2 separate regions of the Mus musculus genome follow, and region 2 is linked to region 1. The links are chromatin contacts, called in public Micro-C maps. All regions are on one chromosome and are shown on one strand. The core of a region is the stretch at or near the end of the contact, and the rest is flanking DNA. Distances in the headings are between cores, read along the strand shown. Region 1 holds the start of Usf3 (upstream transcription factor family member 3). Region 2 holds the start of Cfap44 (cilia and flagella associated protein 44).

Region 1 (5,141 bases), core at 1,580-4,079:
AACTAACCAGTACCCCCAGAACTCGTGTCTCTAGCTACATATGTAGCAGAAGGTGCCCTAGTTGGCCATCATTGGGAAGAGAGGCCCCTTGGTCTAGCAAACTTTATATGCCTCAGTACAGGGGAACGCCAGGGCCAGGAAGTGGTAGTAAGTGGGTAGGGGAGCAGGGCAGGGGAGGGGGTATAGGAGACATTTGGGATAGCATTTGAAATGTAAATGAAGACAATATCTAATAAAAAAAATCAAACTTGAAACTATATAAGAACCACCAACAAAAATAGACTCATCTGGGTGGTGGTGGCACACACCTTTAATCCCAGCACTTGGAAGGCAGAGGCAGATGGATCTTTGAGATCAAGGCTAGCCTGGTCTACCCATGGAATTCCAGGGCAGCCAAAGATACACAGAGAAACTCTGTCTCGAAAAACAAAACAAAACAAAACAAAACAAAATTTGTTGTTGGCTTGGTAAGATGGCTCACCAAGTACTTGCTGCCAAGCCTGCCAAGTTGAGTCCAATCCCACACAGCAGAAAACTGTCTCTCAAGTTGTCCTCTGACCCCGCATCTATATACTGCAAATGCAGACCCACCCCCCCTCTCAATAATGTAATTTTTAAAATCTAAAACTATTCTTGGTGTGAGGTATGAGGGCACACATCTGTAATTCCAGCACTTGGGAGATAAAAGCCTGAGGATCGCTACAAATTCAAAGTCAGCCTAGGAGCAACGAGAGATCCTTTATCACACACACACACACACACACACACACTCACGGTATATGTGCACTTACATACCAAAGATTTCATATTTAAGGGATCTGTCACTACAATTACTTGATATAGAGGAGAAACACCCAAGTTAGCAACAGCAGGGATCTAAATTGCATTATCTGAGTGGGGTCCAAAGGTTCACATGGAAGGTTGTGGGGCAAAAGTTGAATACACAACTTAAGGCTTGCCAAGGAAAACCCTGGAATACAAGCAGAACAGCCTGGACATTGTACCAAGCTTAAGGTAATTTTCAGCCCTGGCTGCTGAGCAGAATAGCCTGGAGAGTTTTAAGAGGTATACCACAGCCTGCCTCCCTCCAGATCAAAGGTAAAGTCTGGGAAGGTGACTGTAACAAACAATCCAGTTAAGAAACCATTGGGCTTGACCACAGGAAGGAACAGCGTGAGATAACATTAAGACCTGGCTTTACTGCCAGGGGTTCCAAGCTTGCTATCTGTGGAAGCTTCTCTTCTAGCTGGAGTTAAACAGTGCGTGCATGTGCATGTGCAAGTGTGTGTGCGCGCGCACATGTGTGTGTTTCATACAAAACTAGCTCACTGTAAAATCTTTTTTAAAAAAACTTCTGTGATGTTCTATAGACGACTAGGGTAGAAAATAACTATTCTAGGTGGCCCTTACCACACTGAATGGAAATGCTTTTGTATCAAAAGAGTTCTACATTTCATCAATGCACAGACTACTACAATCACCAAACTACTAAAGCTAATCTATACAAAAGTCATAATGTTTAGACTACTGCCCAACCTTTTGACATTGTGACACAAACTTGTCTTTACAAGGTTCACTCTCTGGAACCATACAATGAAATTAAGAAAGGAAAAAAAGAAACCCTCAAGGGATTGGATATGTTTTCAATTTTGGGTTGGACCACTTTTATGTTCATTCTGGGTCACAAGTGGCTGTTGGCCTTTGGCATGCTTCTTGATACAGCTTTCATTCACAACTCTTGGCTTCTCAATGAATCTTCCTCAGTTTGCAACAAATACGTTGTGTATTTCCCAAGCAAATGGAAACATAGTATCCATACAGCAAGTCAAGTGTTCTGAGGGAAAGGAAAAGGTCACCGAGGAAACTGTCGGCCCTGCAAAGAGCAGATCTGACTGGCCATGGGGAAAAGCTACTGCAGGGTCCACTTACTCATCAAAGTTTCCTTTAAGACTCTGCCACTGTTACCCATAAAGTCGGCCAGACCTATCATGTTTGTTAATTCACTCAACTTAGTGGTAAAATGTTATCTGAACATTAGTTGGTTTTGGCAGTTAGTTTTTTGTGGTCTCTTATCTACAGATGAGGTCAATAAAAGCAAAAAAGACCCCACAGAGAGAAGAGAACTCTATCCCCAAAATGCCCAACCTCAGCCAAGCGTCCAGAAACCTCATGCTTGTTCAGGAAATTTGAAATCGGACAAGAATGCCATTCGCATGGACCAGTGCTATTCAGAAGCAAAAAGATGGGCTTCTAAAAAGAAAACGTCAGCCTAACTCTCCGACACAGAGGTGAAAGTTACAAAAGCAAGCAGCGAGTTTGACGAGTGGATCAGAAGGAAAGTCAGAAGACAAGTAAAGAGATGGAAGGGATGGCAAAAGGTGAAGGAGGCTAGCAAAGGCCACCCGGTGGGGACCTGGCTGCCCAGCTCTTTATGCACCCAGGACAGCATGGGGCCTCTGTCCGCCGGCGCGCACCGGGAGCAGGGCGAGCTCCCTCAGGCCTGGCACCCAGGGTGCGAGCATGCCGGAGTGAAGAGAGCGATCGCCCCGGGATAGGTGGGGAGTTCTGGGGACCCCAGGAACGAGGGGCACTCAGCCTAGCCCTCACCTCCCGCGGCTAGGAGGGGGTGGGTGGAGCTGAGCCCGGGGCCGCCCCCCGGAGCCGCCCCCGCAGCCGCGGTCCCGGCTGTCAGCGCCCCCTCCCGCGGCCACTCACCCGCCGGTGACGCGCTCCGGGCCACGGCGGCGGCGACCCCCGCCTGGGTCATGGTCCCAGGAGCGGAAGGCAGCGGTGTCTGGCCGTCTAGGCGAGCCTCTGGGTCCGCGGCCGCCCCCTGCTTCTGCGGGGCTGGGGGAGCGCGGGCCCGGGCCCTCCTCTCCCCCCGCCCCCGCCGCCTCTCCTCGCGGCCACCGCCGCCGCAGCGAGCCCGAGCCCTCGAGGCCGGAGACCCGGCGGCAGCACGGCCTCAACTTTCCCAGCCCCCCTCCCCCCGCCCCTCCCGCCCCTCCCGCGGCCGCCGCTCGGCACGCGCACAGCCTAGCCTGGATGCGCCTCGCTCCCGCCCCGACCAACCGGCCGGCCAATCCGGTGCTGGGGAGGCTGCCACCGTGGCCAGTCAGAAGCCGGGATTCCGCTGCGCTAGGCTGGAGGGCGGGAGGAGAAGGAGGGAAAAGCTAGGAGGGAACAGGCCTCGGGCGGCCCAATGACCAAGGCCGGGGGGCGGAGGTGTGCAAGTTGGGTTGAAAGAACAGGAAATATTCTTAAAGGTAGAGTGACAGGCAGAAAGGAAAGCCAGTAGGTGGATGAGAAAGAGGTGGGCCTGGTTCCTTAAAGGGGACGCTTTGAGAAGCTAGGAAAAAAAAAAAAAAAAAGAGGTTTTTAAGAAACTTCCTCGCACCCTGTTCTGTATTATGCTTATGGCAGCTTTCAATGCAAGCGTAGAAATGAAAAAAACTGAAGAGGAGGAGAGTGGCAAAAGATAGACAAGTACCTTTAGCCTGGAGGGTTAGAAGGTGGTAAATGAAGGTGGAAAATCCAGTCCTATGTGACTTCCCTCAGTGCACTATCTTTGGATATTGGAGACTGCAGGAATTCGTATACGGTGGACTCTTGACGTCCTTTATTTGCACGAAGCCCGTTTTCAGAAAGGTTCTGCAGTCCCCTGCTAAGGAAGTGAGTGCGTGGCTTTGGGGGATGGGATTGGAACCTTAAATTTAGGCTACTAGACACCCTTATTTAGGACCGGAGACCTCAGCGTCCTCTAAAGTGCCTTTGGAGCTCTTGAACTATCCAGCTATCTTTTTCTAGTTTTGTTTCATTTCACAAGCCCGCCTCCCCGAGACAGGTGTCTGATTCTCCACCTAGTGGTGGTGAAAGATTTATGAGCTTTTCACAACCAGATATAGCCAATTGGACTGGAACGCAGGGCATAATAGAAATACTACTTGAACCTATGTACAGTAGAAACAGACCTTGCATTGAGAAAAAGGTTAACAGTAACCCCGTTTTATGTTTCCTCCGCACTTTGAAAATCTGTGATAAAATAGGCCCTTACTGTTACTTCAAATTTGGTGCTAATAGGCAGTTTGATTTCTTTTTCACTTCCTTGTCCCATCTGGGCCAGGCCAGTGAGTTTTTTTGTTGTTGTTGCTGTTTTTCGAGACAGGGTTCTCTGTGTAGCCCTGGCTGTCCTGGAACTCACTTTGTAGACCAGGCTGGCCTTGAACTCAGAAATCCGCCTGCCTCTGCTTCCCAAGTGCTGGGATTAAAGGCTTGCACCACCACCCACCGCCCAGCTTGCTAGTGAGTTTTAATTAACTTTTGAATACGTTTGTCATTCCCTAGTCCCTAGCAGCAGAGACCTTAGGATCAGATCTGTAATAGTAATACTAATAATACATCCATGAATCTATAATGTTAATATATGTCCAGCTACACGAAATCATTTCGATGTCAGTATAAATATAAGGTTTTATGGGTAACACATATCAAATCCGGGCTACACGTAACTTCCTGAACTATAATAAATTAATTCTAATTTAAAATAAAAAAAAAATTTGGCCAGGCAGTGGTGGCACATGCCTGTAATCCCAGCACTTGGAGGCAGAGGCAGGCAGATTTCTGAGTTCTAGGCCAGCCTGGTCTACAGAGTGAGTTCCAGGACAGCCAGGACCGCACAGAGAAACCCTGTCTCAAAAAAAACAAAAAACAAAAAAACAAAACAAAAAAAACCCCTATATATATATATATTGGAATTTTGTTGTTTGAGACAGAATCTCAGTGTGTAGACTAGGCTGGCTTTGAACTCATAGAGATCCAGCTGCCTCTGCATCCTGAGTATGAGTGATGGAATTCATAGTGTGCACACCAAATCCAGATGCAAAACAAAGTTTTGACAATTTAGAAAACAGAATTTAAAGGGTTTTGAATCATTATTAATATTTTTGACATGATTTCAAAATAGAAAAAAAGCCAGGTGGTAGGCCTTTAATCCCAGCACTCAGGAGACAAAGGCAAGCAGATCTCTGTGAGTTCCACTCTAGCCTGGTCTACTACATGAGTTCCAGGACAGCTAGGGGTACACAAAGGAACCGTGTCTTGAAAACAAATAATTATTCAAACAATCAAACAAACAAAACAAA
Region 2 (5,216 bases), core at 383-2,882, 220 kb before region 1:
TTGTGGTAGGGTCTTTTTGCTTGCTTGCTTGCTTGCTTGCTTGCTTGCTTGCTTGTTTGCTTGCTTGCTTGCTTGTTGTTGGGGTTCTTATCTGATGGCAAACACAAGTCTAAAATTCTCTGCACACATGATCTCACTTGCTTTTAAAATACAAGGCAGATGCTAATATCACAATTTTGCAAGTGAGAAAGAAGAGCAGTTAGATATTTCGTCCTTCCCTATCACCCACCTCATGCAATCTATTTCCAAGACGCGTTGCCAAATGGCCAGCTATGAAGACTTATGCTTTCACCCTTGTCCTCACCTCTTTAAGTACCAGGCTCACTGTCCCTGTCACTGCAGATACCCTCTGCTCCTACTCTGTTTCTCTAATCCATTTTATCTTTAAATTTTCTTTTCATGGGAGCTGGAGAGGAGAGATACCCCAGCAGTTAAGAGCACTGGCTGTTATTCCAGAGTACCAGGGTCAAGTTTCCAGCACTCCTGTGGCAGCTCAAAACCATCTTTACTCCAGTCCTAGAGCAGTCAATACTTTCTTATAGCCTCTGTGAGCACTGCACACATGTGGTACACGGATATACATTCAGACAAAGACTCGTACACATAAAACAAGAGTAAACAAAACCTTTAAATTTTCAGCTTTTCGTTACATTTATTTATATCTTCTTTGTGGGTAGGTGGGTACATGTGTGGAGGTCACAAGACAAATTTGTGGACATTCTTTCCTTCCGCCATGCAGGTGACAGGGATGGGACTCAGGTTGTCCGGCTTGGTGGCGAGTGCCTTAACCCATCGAGCCACCTTGCCAATCTTTTAATCTGTTTTCTGCCTTGCCCTTTGTATTCCTGAGAGAGCTACCAGAGCACCACTATGTTACAGCTTCGTCATCGAGTGACTGACTCTGTTGCCATCACAGAAGAATGCAATACAAACCCTCATCACGGTGCAAAAGCCCTTCGTGGTGAGGTTGCAGATCGCTGCTGCATCTCACACCCACTCTGTTCCTACTCCCCTTTGGCCCCTTTTCTCTGGTGTCTTACTAAGCAGGCAAGTAAGACTACTCATGACTAACGAATACCCTGTACACTCGCTCCCTACCGCCTTTGCCTATTACCAGCGTTCAGCTGCACTCCTGAGACACTTGGCCTGCATTTAAATCTTAACAAGAACCCTAGGAGGCAAACACAGCCATTCCCCCCCCCCCCCCAGATAAGGAAAATAGTGTAGAAGGGCCCACTGAGAAGGCTCACAGCTAAGGGTGGGCAGGGGTGGCTTTGTTGACCCAGGCACATTTCCAGCAGGCTTTCTTCTTCCCTCTGTGGTGACCTAACTTCTCTGGCTACCTGGTTGCTTCTTAACCTGCATCACCAGTTCCCTGCAGGCTGGAGCTGTGCATGTCTAACCCGCACTGGTTGCTTCTGATGTTTGCGTTGAATTACCACAGGAGGACCGGGGAAGTGTTCCAGAGAAATTGGACCATACTAGTTCCACCTAGAAGGTGGAGTTCACTGCTCTCTGAGTCGCTACCAGATTTAAGGGAGACTTATGGGGACAGCCCGGCCCAGGCTAAGAGCCCACTTACCGGAGGTGTTCGCTACAGCAGCTGGTTTCTAGTCACACCCGCCCAAGGACTCCGTTTACTGCGGTTGCCATAGCAACGTCCCTCCGCCTGCTGGTAGTGATGTTGGGGGAGGGGAACAGCAGGCTATTAGGCGCATGCGCAGCATCCCCCAAGGTTTTTGCCTAAACTGAGGTGTTGCCACAGAGTCGTCCGTGTGCCCTGGGGAAGAAGCTACTGCGACACCCCCCACCCTCAGGAAACAGAAGCCCAGCATTCCAACAATTTATGAACCAGATGACAGAGTATTTGGGTACTTGCCCAACTTTCCAAACCGGCCAAAGGGTCCTAAGGCAATTATTTGCCAATTAAAAACAAAACTTAAAATGGTGTGGTCTTGGCTGCAGAAGGCAGCTTCCAGATACATCAACATCGAAGACGAGTATTTTCTAAAGCTTACCTGTGTTTTTTAAAAAGTAAATAAGGGTTGTGTTGTGAATTCTTGCTGTAGGAGGTGGGCAGCAGCAAGAGGATTAATTTTGGGTTTTTGTTTTTAATCTGCAAGGTATGTATTGGACAAAGGACTTGTATATAAAATATATGACGAGCTCATTCCTGTTTTGTTTTGTTGTTTTTGTTTTTGTTTTTGTTTTTGTTTTTCAAGGCAGGGTTTCTCTGTGTAGCCCTTGCTGTCCTGGGACTCACTCTGTAGACCAGGCTGGCCTCGAACTCAGAAATTCGCCTGCCTCTGCCTCCCAAGTAATGGGATTAAAGGCGTGCACCACCATCGCCCGGCTCATGCCTTTAATAAAAAGGCAAATAACCCAACAAAAACTGAACAAAAAGTTTTGAAGCTACTTTATGAAAGAAGGCATACAAATACCAATGAACAGACCAAATAGGTAAGGCATCACTATCAGGGATGAAATACAAATTAAGATGCAACAACTCAGCCACCGAGAAAGAAAAAAAAGACTGACCAAATACTAGATAGGATTAGTAGTAACAAGAGAAGGTATGTGTGACTAGTGAGAGTATAAATGGGATGTCAGAAAACCACTTAATTTCTTGAAATTTAATCATGCATTCTTATGTAAGGCAGTAATTCATCTCTAGTTTTGCATCTAAGACAAATGAAATATTTAATCTCCTTCATAGTATGTTTATTTGTAACAGGTTAAAGTTGGAAACAAGTCCAGGCATTTGGTATCGGGACACTTAAGTACAAAATTATGGCACAGTCATACAATCAAATACTAATACAGAATACAAAGGTTTATCAATTGACACACATAACGTGGGTCAATCTCAAAATCATGTTGAATGTGAGAAGCCAAAATAAAGATACTGTTGTTAATCCTGAGATTTAACAGGAAAAAACCAATTGCACCATTTTAGGCCAAACTTGAAGCAAGCTTTATTAAATATTAAATACTGACCAAGAGATGGACTTTGGTCAGGACCACTCCCTGGAACTTCCCAGCTGAGTGGCTCTGAGACATCTATTGCAGGGGTTTATAGGACAACCCCATAGGCCACAGTACTGTGTCATGAGGTTTTTATTATATTCCAAGAACCACAACTCCCAGCATTCCAGGAAGTTACCTGGTCCTTGGGCAGGTGGGGCTTACAGGTTAATTTCGGGCATTACTGTATTTTCTGAATGACTCCATTTATATGAAATTCCAAAATAATCTTTGGGGACAGGAACCACATGTATAGTGTTTCCTGCTGGTGTACAGGTGGTAGGGCTGACAGAGATGGACATACAAGGTCAGAGGGATTGGTACTTTATATGCATCCTAAAATTGACTGGTAAATTAAGGTCTAAGCATTTCACTGTACATACATTGTATGGTAACTACAGCATTTAAAAGGTAGAGGTGGCCCACGTAATTTTACAAGCCAGATACAGTTTTCAAATAGACAATATTAATTTCAACACTAAGGCTGAGGAGGTATATGAATAACTATTAATTCACGAGGAAAAAGTATCAGGGTTCTGAACAGGGTGATTTTTATTTTATTTTATTTTATTGTTTGTTTGTTTGCTTGTTTGTTTCCAAGGCAGGGTTTCTCTGTGTAGCCCTTGCTGTCCTGGAACTCACTCTGTAGACCAGGCTGGCCTTGAACTCAGAAATCCACCTGCCTCTGCCTCCCAAGAGCTGGGATTAAAGGCATGCGCCACCATTGCCCGTTTTGGACATCTTTTGATAAGACATTTAACTTCGTGGCCTCTAGTTAAGAGCAAATATTATTCTCCGTTATCTTCCCCTTTGACCCAGAGATAATGCTCTGAGGTCAGACATTTCTTCCCTACCCCATTGAGCAAGAAATTTCCCCAGTTACCCAGGAGTCTCCAATTTATATCCAAAGTTTATAGAACATGAAGCCACGGAGCCAACTGCAATTCCACATGTAGCAGTTCACAAGGTCTGACCCTAGAGGGCGCACACCCCTCAGCCGTGTGCCTTCTTCAAGCTCATATCCCATCATGCTCAGCTGCCCAGGAAGCCTCGCTTGCATCCATGCAGGAACGTTTCCCATCAGTGACTCATTGACTCTCCTAGTCATAATCTAGCTAATTGAGAGCTCAGTTCATTCTCCTTTGTCCTCGTTTCTAGGATTCTAGTTTTACTAAACCACCCACACCCCACCCCCAAGTTCCTTACAGTTTGGAGACTTCTAGAGAAGGTTTTTCTTCACGAATGGAAAGGAAATAGGCACTGCTGACAATACTCTATTTCCAGTGTGGGTGAGACCTTTAGAGCTGTATGCACTGGACCGCAACCAGGAGACAATGAGCCATGAAGGCTAAAACCGTGGAGGGTCTAGCAGACTGGGTTCTTGACCACATGCCTAAGGCAGGGCACCACATTTGGACAGTTTTATTTCTGCATTTTTGTCCTAATAAATAGAAGTACTAGTTGGGACACAGAAAACATCAAGGGAGGATCTATATGCATAGAAAGAATTGTCCTCAAAGCATATAGGAAAGTACAGAAAAGAAGCGGCTAACTCCAGAGATCAGCTCTGTTCTAAGCCAGGTCTTATATATAAGTCCAGCTCAGTGGATTAGATAAAAGCAGAGGTCTAAAATATTGACAGAATTCAATTTTTTGTGATTTAACTTGTTAAATCAGTCTCTCCTCCATTCGTGTGTGTGTGTGTGTGTGTGTGTGTGTGTGTGTGTGTGTGTGTGTGTGTGTAGAACATTCAGAACATGCACACCCGTGCATGCAACAACAGCATTAAGAGGGAAAAAATAAAATATTCAGATTGAAAATAATGACTTTCAAGACCTAAAAGGTATATGTTGGAGGACGGGGCCAAAATTAAAGATTAGGAAAACATAAAAACATGTGCTTAAGTGGAAACTTCAAGTTTCTTTGGAAAGTCGGTTATGTCAAGTGATGTTTTGTTGGGGCACACAGGTGAAAGGATGTCTTGCTAAAGCAGACACATGAAAGCACATGTGACGCTTTAGAAGGAATATATACATAAATACATACACACACACACATATATCCCCATGGACAGTAGGAGCTTGAGCACTGATTTGCATCGGCCCCGCTAGTCTTCGCTGAGGACATGCATGCATTGGTTCGTCTTACACTGCATCGCTGAGCTTCACCTGTGGTGACTTCATAGAGAGAAA

What was found. Hi-C and Micro-C count contacts between places; a contact is called where the count stands out from the background.
Region 2: a contact with region 1 is called in a Micro-C map of embryonic stem cells, with 2.8 times the contacts expected there. The contact joins the promoter of Cfap44 here to the promoter of Usf3 in region 1. A contact is called at or near these places in 19 of 39 promoter capture datasets (the 3T3-L1 cell line, 3T3-L1-derived adipocytes, the C10 cell line and 11 more), 4 of 484 Hi-C or Micro-C datasets (the N1E-115 cell line, embryonic stem cells and nephron progenitors), 3 of 115 datasets of contacts at active chromatin or transcription factors (extraembryonic endoderm stem cells, forebrain and memory CD8 T cells) and 4 of 9 other capture datasets (adipose tissue, liver, macrophages and 1 more).

Annotation. Positions count from the first base shown.
Region 1 is chr16:44,171,085-44,176,225 of GRCm38.p6, reverse strand. It overlaps Usf3 (upstream transcription factor family member 3), which reads right to left and starts at 2,829. Exons shown (of 8, transcript NM_001029889.2): 1 at 2,716-2,829.
Region 2 is chr16:44,391,215-44,396,430 of GRCm38.p6, reverse strand. Cfap44 (cilia and flagella associated protein 44) reads right to left here and starts at 1,632. Exons shown (of 35, transcript NM_001033247.1): 1 at 1,583-1,632.